6 separate regions of the Mus musculus genome follow, and all the other regions are linked to region 6. A link is a contact called in public HiChIP or PLAC-seq and promoter capture Hi-C data. All regions are on one chromosome and are shown on one strand. The core of a region is the stretch at or near the end of the contact, and the rest is flanking DNA. Distances in the headings are between cores, read along the strand shown. Region 1 holds the start of Zfp697 (zinc finger protein 697). Region 2 holds the start of Cd160 (CD160 antigen). Region 3 holds the start of Hmgcs2 (3-hydroxy-3-methylglutaryl-Coenzyme A synthase 2). Region 4 holds the start of Pex11b (peroxisomal biogenesis factor 11 beta). Region 5 holds the start of Phgdh (3-phosphoglycerate dehydrogenase). Region 6 holds the start of Chd1l (chromodomain helicase DNA binding protein 1-like).

Region 1 (2,919 bases), core at 353-2,852, 770 kb after region 6:
ACTCTAGAAGAACGATGATAGCATTCTTAGATACTCTGTTCTTAAACACAGACTAAGGCCCTCTCTTAAAGGTCCCTACTTCTTCTGAGTTGAAATGGGAGTTGACAAATGGAAACTCAAATTGTGACTTTCTGATTGTGTATGCATGCAGGTATTACCTGTGGCCAGAGTCTTGCTAGATAACCCATATTAACTTTGAACTCCATACCCTCCTGCCCCAGCCTTCTGGGCGGTGTCACTACACGGGGCTATTGCCAGATTATTTTTCAAGTATTCTAGAAAATCTTAGGACCCATCCTTTCCTTGATTGACTTACTATACCCTTCCTGCCATCCTTTGGTAAAATGACTCAGCTCAGCTTTTAGTCATTTAGTTTTTGTGTGTTTGCTTTTTGCTTTCAAGACAAAATTTTCCTGTTTAGCCCTGGCTGTCCTAGACCTCCCTCTGCAGACCAGGCTGGCCTATAACTCACAGAGATCTATCTGCTTCTGCCTCCTGGGTGCTGGGATTAAAGGTGTGCTCCACCATCCGGCTTGTCATTTAGGCTCTCACATATGTAATTCATGAAGTTTATTTTTTATCTCTCAATTACTTCTCTTAAAAAGAAGCCTGGGCAGAGGCCAACAGTGGAGAAAAGGGATGTCACCAGGCCAGGATCTAGGAATGATCAGCTCTGCATGGTTTTTAGGGCAAAAGTGCTAAGATCTTTAAGGAGCCTGGATACCAGAAGAGCAGCCAAATGTTTTTCTTAAACAGGCCACAGCCAGAGTCCTGACTGCATAGAGTTGTGGTTCTCAACCTTCCTAATGCTGCGACCCTTCATGTTGTGGTGACTCCTAACCATTATTTTCATTGCTACTTTATAATTTTGTTACTGTTTATCAACTGTAATGTTGATAAATATCTGTGTTTTCTGATGGTCTTAGGCCACTTCTGCGAGAAGACCATTTGATCCACAAGGGGTCGTGACAGACAGGTTGAGAAACACTGAGCTAGAGAACCTGGGAGGTGAAAAAGTTGGTAGATGGACAGAGCACTGGCCACGCATGCAGGGGGCTTTAAGGTAGATTAGCGCACAACAGAAACAAAGCAAAACAACAAACTCGGGTTGGTATACACCTGAAGAGTAGGAAGAAGAATCGCGGTGAGTTGTCTAGGTGAGTCCCAGGCTAGGCTGAGTGTCAGAGTATGCTCGCCTCCCCCAGCCTCACCTTATGGAAGACCATCTATTAGAAGAAGAAGCGGGGGTGGGGTGGGGTGGGGTGGGGTGGGGGAAGCCGACGTAAAGAGAGCATATCACAAAGTTCACTTCTAAAGAAAAGGCCGCTCGCACTGCGCGCCCAGGGCAGCAAGCGTGTGAGGGCAGCATGCGTCTGCAGGATCGCGACTCTACCAAGCGGCGGCGGGTCGGCCATCGGCTCCGAGCTACTACAGCCCGACAGGGTCCTCTCCTCCAGTCCTGGGGTCTGAGTAGAGCCCCCGTTGTTGCTGCGGTGGCAGGAAGTCTCGGTGAACTACAAATCGAGGCATGCTGGGAACATTCCCTGCTCCTCCCAGGAAATGTCCTTTGTCCAGCCCCACAGGAAGCCCCAGCGAGGAGGTAGTGGGCAGCCAGCCCGAGTGCCAGCCCGCGGTTGCATAGCCTCAGCACCGGGCGCCAGGCTTGGGCAGTGCGCTCAGAGCTGCCCGGCGCATCACAGGTAGGAGCGCTGCTGCGGCTGGGCGCGCCGGCTTCGCGGATAGGGAGCTGGGAACCTGAGCTGATCATCTAGGGGCTGGGATGTGTGCTGTGGCTGAGCTGCCGCGCGAAGCTGTCCTTCGCACACTGGACTGTGGTCCGCCACCCCGTGGGCTCAGGAACCAAGGACAGAAGGGGACCCTTCGTGTCCTATAGCTGGGTTGAGCTCCCTTTGGTCTCTGTGGCGAGGGGAGGGGAGGAGGAGGCTGAGACTGCGCTGCCAGAGCAAGTCGGACCGTCCCACAGACCACCGAAGGGGGCATCAGAGACCCTGGGAGACCAAGCCCAGGGAGGAGCTTGCAAGACAAGCAGAAGGTGAAAGGCTTTGTGTGCATCGGTGCATCAGCTTAGATCGTGCTCCCTTTGCCTACTAAGTCAGTGCCCCCAGCCCCACTGTGAGGAAGGGGATGAAGGCGGGGACTTTGCGAAGGTCAGCAGGTTCATTTTGGCCCTTGTGAAACGTGTCTGTTACCTGCTCCTCCCATCTGTCTGACCGATTCGGATTGCCACCTGGGGGCTGCGATCGGACTGGGAGAAAGGTACAATGAGGACCTGCGAAAGGAAGGCTGAGCTAGCCAGCCGCGCGTGGCTCAGGAGGGGTCGTTGTCTGGTTTTGCTAGAATCCCCAACCACAAATATCCACGTTGGCTGATCATGGGCAGGTGGTGGACAGAGCTGGAGCCTGCGGCCAGAGAGCTTATTGAGGCTCAGGTGGCCTGGGGTGAGGCATATGTTAGCATGAGGGATGGTGAAGAGGAACAGTGAGACAGAGACCCTGGATGTACCTTACAGCCAGAGCACACAATAGCAGGTCTCTAGAACGGGACTTTAAGACTTCCTCTGGGACTTCCTCTGATTTAACCTTTATTTTCTTAACCACGCCCCCATCCCCCCCCCGCAGTGAATCAGCCACCCCCCACATGAGTATGAGGCATAATTTAATTTAGTGCTGTAATCCTGCCTGTTGAGTCAGGCTCCGTTGGCTGTCAGCATTCCCATATAGTGGGTCTCTTCCCAAGAGACCGTTGTGGTAAATGTGGCAATAGCTAGCGAGTTGGTGGTCTTTGTGAGCTGCTATGGACAAATGGGCAAGTTTAAACACAACCGGAGTGTGACTCCCATAAGGGAATTAATTCACCTGCCTCTGATGCCTTTCTGATCTTCTATGTGTATACAAGTGT
Region 2 (2,700 bases), core at 192-2,691, 800 kb before region 6:
AATCACTAAAGCAAAAGGTATAGGATAAGCAAGGAAACAAATTCTATAAAGACAGAGTTACAGAATATACAAGAGAAGAATATCTATCTTTAGGATCTAGTGTCCATCCTATATCTATCAGAATTTCTCCTTTTAAATTTCAATATTTTATTTTGCGGGTAGGGCTGTTTTGCCTGCATGCATGTCTGTGATCACTTGTGTGCCTGGTGCCTGTGGAGACCAGAAGAGGGCATCGGATCCCCTGGAACTGGAGTTCTAGAGGTTTTGAGCCTCCACGTGGGTGTTCTCTGCAGGAACAACCCCTGTCTAGTTTAATGAAGTGGCGACAGCTATGACAGCTGCCGGCAGCTTTGACGATAACCCATGCTTTCTACCAGTGGCAGAGTCTACCGTGGAAGCAATTGGCCGCTCCCTAGTCGAGACTGACACAGGCGGAGATGCGTTTTATCCCCAGATTCACAAATCCCATTTGCGAGCTGAACTTGCAGAGGGTCACACATCCCCTTGGTTAACAACCACCTCTGATTCACAGGCAGAAGGTGTGTTCCCCCCCCCCTCCCCCAAGGAAGTGGCCGGGACTGAACTTAGGGAGAATTGTCCATTTCTTATAAACCCAGGAATGAATTGGCTGGCTTCCTCTGCCCAAATCATGCCGTGGCTAAAGGCTGCCCTTGCTCTGTCGTCTCCAGTGTGTGACCTCTGGGACATGAACACCCTTCAGAGACGCTCCATGAAGGTAGTTCACAGCCCAGGCTGGGCCTGAGGGCTTTAGCGCAGGCTTGGCAACCTTTGGTTGCTTTCTTGCAGTGATCTTTATCTCCTTGATATTTATGAAAAGGGATGACTCTCACCTACTGTCTTCTCACGAACACAGAACTAAAGAGAGCAGCCTGTAGGACTCAGCACAGCATGTGTGAGCTAAGCTGCCCAGGCTTAACTCTAAAGTGCTCTCTGAGACTTTGAGACTTCCCTCTTAGGAATGTGGTGTGGCCCTCTGCCATTTAAGGCGTGTCTGAACCAGCCAAGGACCTGAAGCCCATGAGAAGGATGAGCATACCAACCATCTGACATGAGTAGTCTCTCTCTGTCTGTCTCTATGCCCCCCCTTCTAGATCTCCCCCCCCCCAGCCCCCACCATCCAGGGGTTTCTCTGCTGTGTAGCCCTGGCTGTCCTGGAACTCCCTCTGTAGAGCAGGCTAGCCTCAAACTCCACTTGCCTCTGCTTCCTGAGTGCTGGGATTAAAGGCGTGTGCCACCAGCTTCTGCCTTAGTTTTGCCTTTGAGAAGCAAGCTTCTCACTGGCTTAACTGAGAGCTTGCCCTGTGTGAACAGTTCTGCTAAGCATTCCATCTCTCCTCCCAGAGCCCAGGTTCCCAGCAGGCCTCTTTACCTCAGGACAGATGTTCTTCCTTGCTCTCAAGCTGGGGGCTCACGCTGAGTGTGTTCTGGGTTCCCACACGGGGCCTTTTGCTCTTGTTAAAAACCCTATCTCCCCACTTCCGTCACAGCTCGGCCTTTCACCATTGATCTTTGAAAAACCACAGAATGGGTTTTTAGCAGCGAGGGGGTCTTCCTGTCTTTCTTTCCCCCGCCCCTGTAGTTTTTACTCTCTCCTGTTGCTCCATCACACCCCCTGACTTCTCTCTCTCTTTTGAAATGCACTAAGGTTCAAAGAAGACTGAGAAAAAATGACTCCTTAAAATAGATTTCTTTACCTTTGGAAATGAAGGCGTGAGAAGGAGGACACTGGTAACAGAATGACCAGAAGACATGCTCTCGGGGATAAAGGTGCTGCATCTTTTCCGTGAATACCTTTTGATTTGAAGTAGGGCTTTGTTAAGTTAATTCATCCCAAAAAGGCTTTTATCTTTTAGTCTTAAGATGTCAGTCTGAAACTATGGTGGGCAAGGAATGGCTATTTGGGGGGCACTAAAAATAGACCAGACCTGTAGCCCTAGGACTGGAGGAAGATCAGAAGTTTAAGGCCAGTCTAGGCTAGAGACTCTGCCTCACAACAACAACAATAACAACAACAACAAGACATCATAGTTGGCCTGGTGTTAGATTCATTCCTATGGCTAATCAGCCCACACTCGCCTGAAGTCTCACAGCCACCAAGAGCATGTCTCTGAGAGCTGGTTGTAGCCTTTACCCAGAGGATGCGATGTTCAGAGCACAACCCATCTGTTATAATGTTGATTCTGGGCTCCCTGCTGCTACAGGGAGACAGTCACCTTACAGAAGACCCTATCTGTGAGTCAGCAAACACACTCCCTGACATCATGCTAACGCACCCACTCACCTGTATAATGGGTACACTTCAATTAGAGTAGCCCTCCCCCACACGTCTTCCACAACCTGGGAGTTACACATCCCTTCCCTGGAATTTCCTTCTCTAGCCCGACCACAGGCTCATGCTATGGAATCTTCCTCCACTGAGACTCATAGAAAAAGAGACTCACTCTGCCTCCCCGGCCTGAGCTTCCATTAGAGGCCTGCCAGGCTCTCTGTCTATCCGTGATGCTGAGGACTAAACTCTCCTCACACCCCAGACTATGCTGGTCTTTGCCTGTTTGTATGTCCAAGGCATTAAAAACTCACCGAATCAACTTCTTAACCAAAAGGACAGTCTGCCTCACTGTGCCCCGTGACACATACACGCGGCCCTGCTCAGCCATCGCAGCTTCAAAGCTTTGGGTG
Region 3 (2,731 bases), core at 219-2,718, 670 kb after region 6:
GAGGCTGTTGCAGGTAGGCATGGCCTAAGCTGCAGTCTCATGGGGATTCAACAGTATGGAGACAGAGACATAAAGTGGAGAGGGGACCAGGGAGCCTCCGGATTTAGGGGAAATAGGTGGAGCTTCTGGCTTCTGGGAAATAAATAAACCAAGAGCTATCCTGGTTCTTGAGACTCTTTCATAGAGTTGCATTAGATATCAGGGTTAACTGCTTCAACTGCTGTGTGAGTGAGACATAGGGACTTTCTACATGAGGAGCATGAGATAGAGACTCATCTTTAAGACTTTTGTCTTAAGAAGTAGTAGAGGATCTGGATGGGTGGCTCAGTGGGTAAAGTGAAAGTGTGGAGCCTGAGTTTGGAACCCCATACCTGTGTAAAAGCACATACCCGTACCCCAGCTCTGGAACCGCAGAGGCAGGAAGATCCTAGGAGCCCTTTTGGCCACCCCAATAGGCAAGCTCCAGGTTCAGAGGGAGAGACACACATCATTTTAAGACTAAGATTGAGAGTGCTAAAGGATGGTATTGATGCTAGCCCCTGGCAGCCACAGGTGTGCTCAAGTGGGAGCATGGCTGCATGCACACAGCCACAGGTGCACACTCATAGGAGCACAATTACATGCACAGTCCGGAGTCAAAAGATGCTGGGGGATCCCCACTCTGCAGCTTTGTAGACATGGGTCTTTGAGGACTCTGTCCTCCCTGTCTCTAAAATCCAACTTGTAATAAACTTCTCCTTCCTAGGAAAGCCTGAACTTCAAGACAGTCTCCTTTTGAGGGATTCTGAACCTCTCTAGCAGCATCTGCTGCGTCCCTCTTGGAAGCTCTGTGAAGCTCTGTGTAAGCATAATGACGGACAATAAAGATAAGAGGAAAACAACCAGCTCCACAGACCAAAGCCAGCCAGCCCGTCAGATGTGCGTCAACACCTACTCTCAACTGCTTGAAGAGCTGGTATTAAAAGGTTATACCAGTAATCACAGTGCTCATGGAGGCTGAGGGAGGAAGACTGATTTCAAGTTCAAGGCTAGCCTGGGGTATTTAAGAAGAAATGGAGGTGGAGGGGGGATTACTCTTTGGTTTTGAAAGCTGCTTCTTATAGAAATGGTAAGAATAACATCTGACTGCATAAAGTGGTTAGGGGTTAGGAACAGATGGTGAGCCACTCAGCAGAGGAATCAGGAGGCTGCAGAGACGAGTTGGGTGACTGCTGATTGTTGGATGTGTTAGAAGGAGCATGCAAGCTTGCATGGTTAGGCAAAAATAAGGCCAACAATGAAGTCTCAGAGCCAGCCAGCTAGATACCAGCCAGGAACAGTGCAGCTATGTACATGTTAGACATGATGTTTTCCTTTGACTTGTTCTGAGACCTTTGGCCCAGTTTTTCCCCAAGCAGGCAGGGGCCTCGATAAGCGGAGGCGGGGCTTCCAGAGCCTGGAGTCTTATAAAGCCCAACCCAGAATCGTTGGGCATCTCTCCCAAGGGCTGTGGACTGCTGGCTTTCTGTTGATACCTTAGAGATGCAGCGGCTTTTGGCTCCAGCGAGGCGGGTCCTGCAAGTGAAGAGAGCGATGCAGGAAACTTCGCTCACACCTGCTCACCTGCTCTCAGCAGCCCAGCAGAGGTGAGTGGCCTGCTCAGAGGGTCTACATAGATCACTCCCAGACAAGCACCGTGGGGACCAGTAAAACGCGGGGCTTGTTGGAGGACTCACTAGAACCTCAGTCAAAAGCTGGCGAGGTTGTACTCAGTTATAAACAAGTTAGCCTCATTTCTAGACAGCACCTGTTAACTGTTGAGCTGGAAGTGTCTAAGCCAGAGGTCCTCAGCCTTCCTAATGCTGCAACCCTTAATACAGTTCCTCAGGTTGTGGTGACCCCCGCAACCATAAAATTATTTTTATTTCTGCCTCATAACTAATTTTGCTGCTATTATGAATCATAATGTAAATATCTGATATGCAAGATGTATTTTTATTGTCGTAAACTGATCCAAGGGGACAGGACGCACAGGACTCCCAGCCTAAGCCTCTGATGCACTTTGTTTAGGAAAAGCAGCAGCCTTTCCTCTGCCGGCCACAGGGGGCAGCAGACCTCAGGATCCTGCAGCTGCAGTTGTGGTTTAACTGCTTGCTGTCGTTCACTGTGGCAAGATCCAGTATGGACCAAAGAGACGAAGCAGTGTTTCTCCGTGCTTCGGTTTTGTGAGATGAAAGATAAAAATTGTGTGTGTGTTTCTCACTGTGTGTGTGGGGTGGGGTGGATGGGTGGATACATGTACTTGTGAAAGAAAAACAAACATGCCTTCTTTCTTTGTAAACACCCTTCAGTCTCGTCCAAGTAACTGTGGTTGCTCAGAGTTGATGGGACACATCTGGGCTTTGTGCTTCAGGCTCCCAGCTACTTGGGTGTTTTCTCTTTTGCTCTTTGTCCACTGAGCTCAGAGTCCCAGGGCTTCCTTTCCACTTATACCCATGAGTACTGAGTTTTTAGGGAACCTCTTTGCTATGGTGCCCTCCCTTGTCCCGCCCTGCTGGAGCCTGGGTATAGGTGTGGAGGGGAAAGGAGCAGTGCCCTTAAACCTCCTGATTTGCTTTTAGCGCCACTGACATCCACTTCCCCACCCTTGCAAAACCACTGCGTTTTATTTGAATGTTCCAGCTTAGACTTTAGCTTGCTTCTTTTCTATTTGCGAGGAAGTTATGGGGTTTACTTATTTCAGGGCCAGACA
Region 4 (2,700 bases), core at 7-2,506, 970 kb before region 6:
AAAGGCATGCACCACCACTACACAGTGGTTTTGGTTTAAATATCTAATGAGGTTTTTGCCTGCATGTATGTTTATATACTATCTGTGTTCCTGGTGCCTGAGAAGATTAGAACAGGGCTCCAGAGCGTCTGGAACAGAAGTTACAGATGCTGTGAGCTGCTATGTGGATGGGGGATTCAATCTGTCTTCTGGAAAAGCAGCCAGTAGAAAAGCAGCAGAGCCAACTCCAGCCCTAGATTTCTTTTTATAGTGGTTGTAGAGATCTTGTTTGTGATATTGTAGGTTTTTTGTTGTTTTGGTTTTTTTCCTCCTCACAACTATAGTCAGGCTATTGCTGCTACAGGCAAGTTTTTTTTGTTTGTTTGTTTTTGTTTTGTTTTTCAAGACAGGGTTTCTCTGTGCAGTTCTGGCTGTCCTGGAACTCACTCTGTAGACCAGGCTGGTCTCAAATTCAGAAATTTGCCTGCCTCTGCCTCCCAAGTGTTGGGATTAAAGGCGGGTGCCACCATGCCCGGCTTCGCTTTTTTTTTTTTTTTTTTTTTTAAATAATGTGTAAAGGTGTAAAAGTGTTTTCCTTGTGTACCATGTTCATGCCTGGTACCTGCTGAGGTTTGAGAAGGGTGTTGGATCCCCTGGAGTTTACCCCCCTACTGCCTCTCCCCATCCACTTCATTTCTCTTCAGAAGAAGGCAGGTCTCCGTTAGGTATCAACAGCATGGTATATTAAGTTGCAGTAAGACTAGGCACCTTCTTTGATTAAGTCTTTCATGAGGCAACACAGCAGGAGGAAAGGGTCCCGCAGAATCAGAGACAGCCCCTGTTCCCGCTGTTAGAAGTCCCACAAGAAGACCAAACTACACAACTATAGCATGTGCGAAGCAGTCTCATGCAGGCTCCCTGTAGCAGTTCAGTCTGAGCCCCTATGGGCCCAGTTTACTTGACTCTGTGCATTTTCTTGTACAGTCCTTCCCCTTGTCTTATGCAAAATTCTCCAAGGTCTGCCTAACTTTTGGCTGTGGGTCTGTGCCTTTGTTTCTACCAGTTGCTGTGTGAAGCCTCTCTGATGACAATTGGGCTAGGCACCAATCTTTGAGTATAGCAGACCATCGTTGTCAAGCGGCATCTCATTACATCCGCTTTCCCTAGGACAAATAGTCTAGGACAGGCTTCTGCTGTTCTGGGCGTTTGGGGCGGGTGGCGTGTGCGCCTTGGCGGCAACCTACAGCGCCTCCTGGCTCCCGCAGGCCCCACCCCTTGCTGCTGAGAATTTAAAGCAGAATGTGCTCCTAGGGGCGTGCTTAAAAGCCGGAGACCATCCCAGAGAAGGGTGAGCTGCCGGAAATGCACCCACGATCTCGCTTCGCGTCCTGAAATTCCACTTCAAGGCCGGCTCCGGCTGCTTGGCTTTCCTGCCGCCGTTTGTCCCTCGCGAAGCCCCGTTGCTCGCCCAGGAGGCGTGACTTGGGGCTGGAAGCAGGCGGGCCGCTGCGCCGTGGGCCCGGGCTGCCGCTGTCATGGACGCCTGGGTCCGCTTCAGTGCTCAGAGCCAAGCCCGGGAGCGGCTGTGTAGGTGCGGCCGACGGAGGAGCGCGGGCGGGAGGGCAGAGCAGGGTCCCGCGAGGCGACGGGCGCGCTACGGGGTCCCTAAGGGTCAGCTGTGGCTACGGGGGCCCGCGCGGCCCCGGAGGCGTACTCCGCAGCCGGTTGTGAGATGATTCTTCCCTGCTCAAGGGAAAGATGGGGAAACTGAGGCATGAGTGGGCCAGCGGGGAGGCCACCTAGGTTTACTGTGTCCACAGAGAGCAACAGTTTCCTCGCTGCTGTGGTGGCACGAGGGGCGATCCTCTCGGTTCTGCGTCCTCTCACCAGTTGTGACCTAGGAGCCTCGCTATCTCGGCTCTTCTTCGGTTTCCATCAGTCCAAGAACCTTAATCTATCTCTTAGTTTACCTACCCGGAGAACTAATCTGCCCTTCAACTAGATCTTCCTCTGTCGTGTTTCATGTATAAAATCGCAGTGTGGACGTCTGCGATGAACCCCGGGCTGCTTACTGGCCCTAAACTTTAGGCCTCATCATTTTCAAAACTCTTAGTCTCTTAACTCCAAAGAGTGCTCTCCACCATCTTCTAGGCTTTATTTTCCTCGCATGTCTTTCCCTTCCCCTGGCTTTGAGGAAAAAAATGGAAAGATATTGGTGTGAAACCGAGGAAGTGTCCCTGGTGGGGTTTTTGTTTACCAATTATTATTTGTCTGAGTGTTTGGTCTGCAAGAATGTATGTGTACCACATGTGTGTCTAGTGCCTGCAAAGGACAGAAGAGAGTGGTGGATCCCTGGAACTAGAGTTACAGACAGTTATGAGCCACCGTGTGGGTGCTGGGAGTGGAACCCGGGTCCCCTGCAAGAGCAAGTGCTCTTAACCGCCTCACCAGCCCACGGAGGATATGGTTGGCAGAGGGGTTAGGGAGGCCTGTCCCTTACTCTACGTGTCCTCCCCTCCAGGGCCGCCCAGTATGCCTGTTCCCTTCTCGGCCATGCTTTGCAGAGACATGGGGCTAGTCCCGAGTTACAGAAACAGATTCGACAACTGGAGGGTCATCTGAGCCTCGGACGAAAGTGTAAGTAAAGCAGACCTTCCTCTTATCATCCTCAGCTGGTAGCCCATGGCCTCTCCTCCCGTTCTGCCAGTTCGCCATCATTTG
Region 5 (2,700 bases), core at 122-2,621, 730 kb after region 6:
AAAAAGTCTGCGAATAAGGGCTGCTGGGCACGTGGCTATTAGCTCGGTAGAGGAAAAGGGATTGGGGGCGGGGAAGGGTCTTGGGAGAAATAGACAAGCGAGCTCAGAGAGTTTCCAGGGTTGCAAGAACAACCCCGCTTGGTCTCTGCGGTTTGAGGCCTCAGCCTGAGCAGGAAGACTGGTACATTCCTCCTGGCTGCAGGCCCTAAGCGAGCACGTGGAACTTTGGGGGTGGGGCAGTACAGCTGGGACGAGACAGCATACCTGGATGGATTAGATCTACAGGAAGGGCAGGAACTGAAGTGCTCACAAAGCAGAAACCCCTTCCTTACGTCTGAACAAAGTCACCCGATTTACACAAGCTTTTCAAATAAGTGAAAGACTTTTAAGTTTTATAACGATTAGAGGTTTGCTCCGAAGACTTCGTAGAAGTAACCTGTCCCAACTGCGCTTGGAACAGGATTCTGATGTAGTGAAGTCGGGCCTGATCGGCAATGAAGCCAATGGTGGAGGTTGACTCCCGGCGGCGGCCGCGTGGGCGGCGCGGGGCTCCGGCTGCACCCCCGGGCCGCCCGGAATCCTGCGAGCGCTCCCCGGGGCGGGGGAAAGAGCGCCAAGGTCTTGCATCAGACAAAAGGCGGTGCGAGTCCGCTGCCACAAATGCCACGGGACCCGCAGGAGCAGAGCCAGCGCCCCGCGCCCCCTGCCCCCACCCCAGGAGTCTGCACTGAGCAGGGATGGTGTGCGTGTAGCACCCCGAGCCGGGAGCTCGCAGCCTGGGTCGCCAGGCACGAAAGCTCCAGAGAGGTTCTGGCATTCGAGAGAGGTTCTGGCATCCCGCAGGACCAGATGGAGCAGCTGCACTTTGCAGCGCCGGCAAGAAACACGCGGTAGCAAAAAGCACAAAAAGTTTGCATTCTGCACCTCCAGGCCATTCGTTCCTCTCTGCTTTTCCTCCCTCCCACTGCTGGTCCCGAATCTCCGGAGGCCCCGGGACCAACTGATAAGATAGGGGAGGACAGCCCTGGAACCACTGGGGTCAGCGGGTTTGGCCATAAAGATGCCCGGTGATTACGCTTGTGTCCGGCTCGCCTTACCTGGAGTTCAGCTATCAGCTCCTCCTTGCTCAAGTTCTGCTTCTCCACCACCTGCAGCCCTCCATCTTGCAGGATCTTCCGGCAGCAGGGGTCCAGGCTGTCACTGATGAGTACTTTGCGCAGATTTGCGAAGGCCATTGCTAGAGTCAGGCCTTAGAATCAGTTGCTGTGGGTGGGCAGAAGCACTTAGTTCAGGAAACTGCAAGCAGGGCTGGCTCCGGTGACTGGGCAGGGTTCTCGATCTCCCGCTCCCCCTTTATCCTCCCCCTCCTCGCGCCAACAGTCTCCTTTTGATTGGTCAGAAATGCTTAAACTCTGCTGACTCCGCCTCCCCGGGCAGAGCCTCCCACACATTTTTTTTTTTTTTTTTAAATCCTACACAGACTACACTTCCAGCAGTGAAGCCCTTACCTGCCCCGGGTGAGCTTTAACACGCACGATTTATGCCAGCAGGCTGATTTATATTGGAAATAAACAGAAATACGCTGTCTCCACGAGGGAATTAAATCTCATAGTAACTTCTTTCCTCTTAAAGACCATTTATTGGCTGGGTATTTATAACTCCTAGTTGAGCATAATTAGACTGAGTAAGGCCACGGGTTCGATTCTCAGCAACGCACACACACACACACACACACACACACACACACACACACACACACCGTTAGGAGATTAAGGAACAAGGTGTGTGTGTGTGTGTGTGTGTGTACATAAGAGTTGGTTCTTGCCTTCCACCAATCCCAGTGGGAGATGAGAGACAAGTCTGGGAAAGGCAAGGGCTTCTTATTCCTTACCCCCCAAAAGACTTTAAGATTAAATCTAGATACAGTAAGGGCCATGAATGAGGCTGGAGGACCACTTGAACCCAGGAGTTCCAGGTCAGCCCCAGATGGGAGTCAGGGAGGGGGAGAGAAGTACAAGGGTGGTAGTGGTTTTAGTCTTTAGAAGTTAGATGATTACTTTTTTTTTTTTTAGAAGGGATTAAATCTGTTAGGTAAATTCAGCCTTGATTATATTATATAAATAACACCCCTTACTATTATACCTCACAATCTTAACATCAAATGTAAGTAAGAGAGTCTCTTTCAGAACTATGTACTGACAAGTCCTCTGCCTGTGCTGTTACCTCCATCCACAAAACAGGAACCCTGGCCTTCTTGGAAGAACTGGGGAAGTAGTTCTGCCCTTTCCTCTAGACTTTCCTTCCTTTCCCTTCTCTGGCCCAGCCCCTTGGGAAAAGAGAGACTTCAGCAGCCACAGCAGGCCAGCTCGGATGCCCTTGGCTCTCCGGATAAGAGTAACAGTAACAGGGTTCATAGGGACCGGAGGAGAGCAGCCGACTTAATTTTCTATTTGGAGACCAGTGGTGAGCCCCAAACCTGCACAGTGAGAAGTAAAGCAGATAATTTTTCGGGTAGAATATCAATGATCCAGCGGGGGTTGATTTCCAGCTTCTTAAACAAACAAACAAAAAGAAGAAGAAGAAGAGGAAGAAGAAGAAGAAGAAGAAGAAACGGACTCTGAAAGTATCTCTCCAGGCTTTTGCTTTCTTCTCCGTAACGTGAGCCTGACAGTAGGGAAGTGTCCGATGTGGGGATGAGAT
Region 6 (2,700 bases), core at 82-2,581:
AGCTAAGAGCAATAAAAGGGGTCTTCTCTAGGGAGGAGCACACCAACTGGCTGTCCAGTGCCAACCAGTCAGCCCTGAAACGTACATACAAGTGACACTAAACACACTGAACTAGTATATCTAGGAGTATTTATGTACATAGGTATAAGCATAGGATAACGATTAAGTGGGGGGAGGGAACATGGATTTGAAGGAGAGAATGGGAGGGTTTATGAGAGTGTAAAGAAGTAAAGAGGAGGTGTAACTATAATCTCAAAAATAAAAATTTTAAAGTTGAATATAAATGGAAAATATTAATATGAACTGCTTGTCTTTCACTTCGCCCTCATCGTCATCTGCCCCTCCTCTAAGCTAACGGAACTTTTTTTTTTTTTTTAAAGAACGAGTCTCTCTATTACATAGCCCTGGCTATCATGGAACTAGCTGTGTAGAGCAGGCTGACCTTGAACTCAGAGATCCACCTGCCACTGCCTTCCAAGCGCTGGGTTAAAGGGTGCGCCACCGCCTGGCAGAAAGGCACATTTTGTTGCCTTTCCAAACCCTCACCTTTTGGTGGTACTTGGCACGTGTAAGTCAAGCGCTTCCTTATGCTTTCAAAAGCACGTATCCGCTAGTAAAGAAACTGGGTCCTAGGGCCGCTATTTATTTTGTTTATCTGCTCCCCATACCCCACAGTACTCTCTCGACAGCAACAAATAACGACCACGAGGTGACAACTGGTGAGTCATTATGACTTTCCGTTACACCAGCACTACATTCCCAGCAGACACATAAGGAAAGGAGTCTTGGGATGTGGAATAGAGAGAACGCCGCAGGATGAGGATGCTCCAGGTCCACTGGGGTCTGCAGGCCGGCGGTCTCTAAATCTGGAACCTACAAACTGAGGTCTACACATCTGGAGCCTACACACCTGGGGTCCACACATGTGGGATCCCCTCACTTGGGACTCGTAATGGCAAGTGGGCTTAATACGAAAGCACAAGAGGCACAGGACAGGACAAACTTTGCTGGGCAGCGCAACTTTGAGAGTTCATTAGGGAGCCGCAACAAGTGAGTGCGCATGCCCAGTCGGCAGGGAAACGCAGACTGGGAGGAGCGAGAGCGGCCGGGAAGCTGCTGGCTCCCCCGCTGTCCCCGCGTAGGCCAGCGCTGCCGCGCGCCTTCCCGGCTCCCGCCCGCCCCCGGGCGTCCCCGGCCCGCTCACCAGTCAAGCCCCACTGCTGTAAGTCCGGTTCCTGCACCCGCGTCCGAAGCGGCTCCGGCCCGTGTTCGGCCGGCAGCGCCTGCAGGAAGCGCGGCAAGCCGCTCGCCATCCCGAGAGGCCCCGCGCCTTCGCTCCCGCGCGTGCGGAGTACAACGCACCGCCGCCAGAGGGCGCAGCTCGCGCGCCTTCCCACGCTTCCTTAGCACGCAGGTGCGGAAGACTCTGGTCTAAGTGTGCGTCTGCGACTAGGACCTAGAGGCTGCCTTTGCTAAAAGCTCTGACTCCTAACTTGGGTTGCTTGGGTAGCTAACAGCAAGCTCAAAACTTGGCAAGCTCCCCACCCCCCCTTAATTTCTTATCTGTCTTCTTTAAACTTTGGGTCCGATTCCTGAGCAGCTTTCCATGTTTTCAGTTACGATGCACATGCCTAAAAACTAGTACTACAAGGTAGATACGTCTTATATTATCTAACCTTTTTCTTCATGTATGACTAAAAACACCAAAATAAGATTAACTTTATCTCTTAAAATGTGTAGTGACAAGATACATTCAAAGAAAAGACCCTGGTGGTACATTCCTGTAATCTCAGCATTGGGGAGGCTGAGGCAGGAGAATTTGTGAGTTCAGTCTAGCCTGGGCTGCAAAGCAGGAAGGTGTCAATAAATAATAAAGATCAAAGCTCAGTTAGCAGAATGCTTGCCTCGAATGTACCAAGCCCTCGGGTGGGGCATGAGGGTGAGCACCTGTAATCCTAGCCCTAGGGAGCTGTCGGCAGGAGGACCGGAGCTCACGGTCAGCCTCAGCTACACAAGTTTGAAACCAGCCTAAGGTGCAGTAAACCTTTTCTTAAAAATAAAGTGCGAGAGAACTTCCCCCCCCCCCATCCCCTCAAGATTCCAAGAGTAGCCATTCAAACAGAACATCTATGTGTGATAAAAACAAAAACAAATAACAAATAACTAATGGCCACGTTGTCCTAAGAAGGACCAAGGCTGGCCCCACTATGCAGAAGTAGTCCTCTAATGACTAAGGGACTTTACCCATCCCGTTATACAGACTTCTCCAGGAACACACAGAACCAGAACTGAGGTACAACCAGATCAAGAGGGGAGATGTCAGATACACCAAGGTCATCGCACCCCTCTGTGATCAATTATCCCGTTATACAGACTTCTCCAGGAACACACAGAACCAGACCTGAGGTACAACCAGATCAAGAGTGGAGGTGTCAGATACACCAAGGTCATCGCACCCCTCTGTGATCAATTACGTTGAGGTTAAAGATTAACTCAAAAAAAAAAAAAAAAAAACAGTTCTCAGTGGGTACTTGAAGTTTCTTGTTTATAATATGAACTACTAGTGGGCTCTTACAAGAACATAGTGTGTTATCTGTCCCTTACCAGTGGAACTGAACAAACTTGCCCCCGTTTTCCAATAGAGCTGTATTGAATACAGTCCTTTTTTCACTAGTCGTTTTTCCATTTGATTGGGGGGGG

Evidence for each region. Promoter capture Hi-C pulls out the DNA fragments that hold promoters and counts their contacts. HiChIP or PLAC-seq counts read pairs in DNA pulled down with a chosen protein or histone mark.
Region 1: a contact with region 6 is called in a promoter capture Hi-C map of pre-B cells. The contact joins the promoter of Zfp697 here to the promoter of Chd1l in region 6. A contact is called at or near these places in 2 of 39 promoter capture datasets (the 3T3-L1 cell line and pre-B cells) and 1 of 115 datasets of contacts at active chromatin or transcription factors (bone marrow-derived macrophages).
Region 2: a contact with region 6 is called in a promoter capture Hi-C map of hippocampal neurons, with 5 times the contacts expected there. The contact joins the promoter of Cd160 here to the promoter of Chd1l in region 6. A contact is called at or near these places in 8 of 39 promoter capture datasets (the 3T3-L1 cell line, the HPC-7 cell line, cranial neural crest and 4 more) and 1 of 9 other capture datasets (embryonic stem cells).
Region 3: a promoter capture Hi-C map of the HPC-7 cell line shows a contact between it and region 6, with 3 times the contacts expected there. The contact joins the promoter of Hmgcs2 here to the promoter of Chd1l in region 6. A contact is called at or near these places in 5 of 39 promoter capture datasets (the HPC-7 cell line, cranial neural crest, frontonasal cranial neural crest and 2 more) and 1 of 115 datasets of contacts at active chromatin or transcription factors (bone marrow-derived macrophages).
Region 4: an HNF4G HiChIP or PLAC-seq map of pancreatic cancer cells shows a contact between it and region 6. The contact joins the promoter of Pex11b here to the promoter of Chd1l in region 6. A contact is called at or near these places in 2 of 39 promoter capture datasets (hippocampal neurons and liver) and 1 of 115 datasets of contacts at active chromatin or transcription factors (pancreatic cancer cells).
Region 5: a contact with region 6 is called in a promoter capture Hi-C map of pre-B cells, with 4 times the contacts expected there. The contact joins the promoter of Phgdh here to the promoter of Chd1l in region 6. A contact is called at or near these places in 3 of 39 promoter capture datasets (the 3T3-L1 cell line, the C10 cell line and pre-B cells), 1 of 484 Hi-C or Micro-C datasets (regulatory T cells) and 1 of 9 other capture datasets (liver).

Annotation. Positions count from the first base shown.
Region 1 is chr3:98,380,879-98,383,797 of GRCm38.p6, forward strand. It overlaps Zfp697 (zinc finger protein 697), which reads left to right and starts at 1,603. Exons shown (of 3, transcript NM_172863.4): 1 at 1,603-1,700. It also overlaps a transcript of Gm52610 not described here.
Region 2 is chr3:96,813,080-96,815,779 of GRCm38.p6, forward strand. Cd160 (CD160 antigen) reads right to left here and starts at 1,442. Exons shown (of 5, transcript NM_018767.3): 1 at 1,391-1,442.
Region 3 is chr3:98,278,963-98,281,693 of GRCm38.p6, forward strand. It overlaps Hmgcs2 (3-hydroxy-3-methylglutaryl-Coenzyme A synthase 2), which reads left to right and starts at 1,469. Exons shown (of 10, transcript NM_008256.4): 1 at 1,469-1,625. The coding sequence starts at 1,522.
Region 4 is chr3:96,634,174-96,636,873 of GRCm38.p6, forward strand. Pex11b (peroxisomal biogenesis factor 11 beta) reads left to right here and starts at 1,257. Exons shown (of 4, transcript NM_011069.3): 1 at 1,257-1,570; 2 at 2,501-2,616. The coding sequence starts at 1,515.
Region 5 is chr3:98,338,598-98,341,297 of GRCm38.p6, forward strand. Phgdh (3-phosphoglycerate dehydrogenase) reads right to left here and starts at 1,372. Exons shown (of 12, transcript NM_016966.3): 1 at 1,098-1,372. The coding sequence starts at 1,235.
Region 6 is chr3:97,608,859-97,611,558 of GRCm38.p6, forward strand. It overlaps Chd1l (chromodomain helicase DNA binding protein 1-like), which reads right to left and starts at 1,332. Exons shown (of 23, transcript NM_026539.2): 1 at 1,205-1,332. The coding sequence starts at 1,313. It also overlaps a transcript of Fmo5 not described here.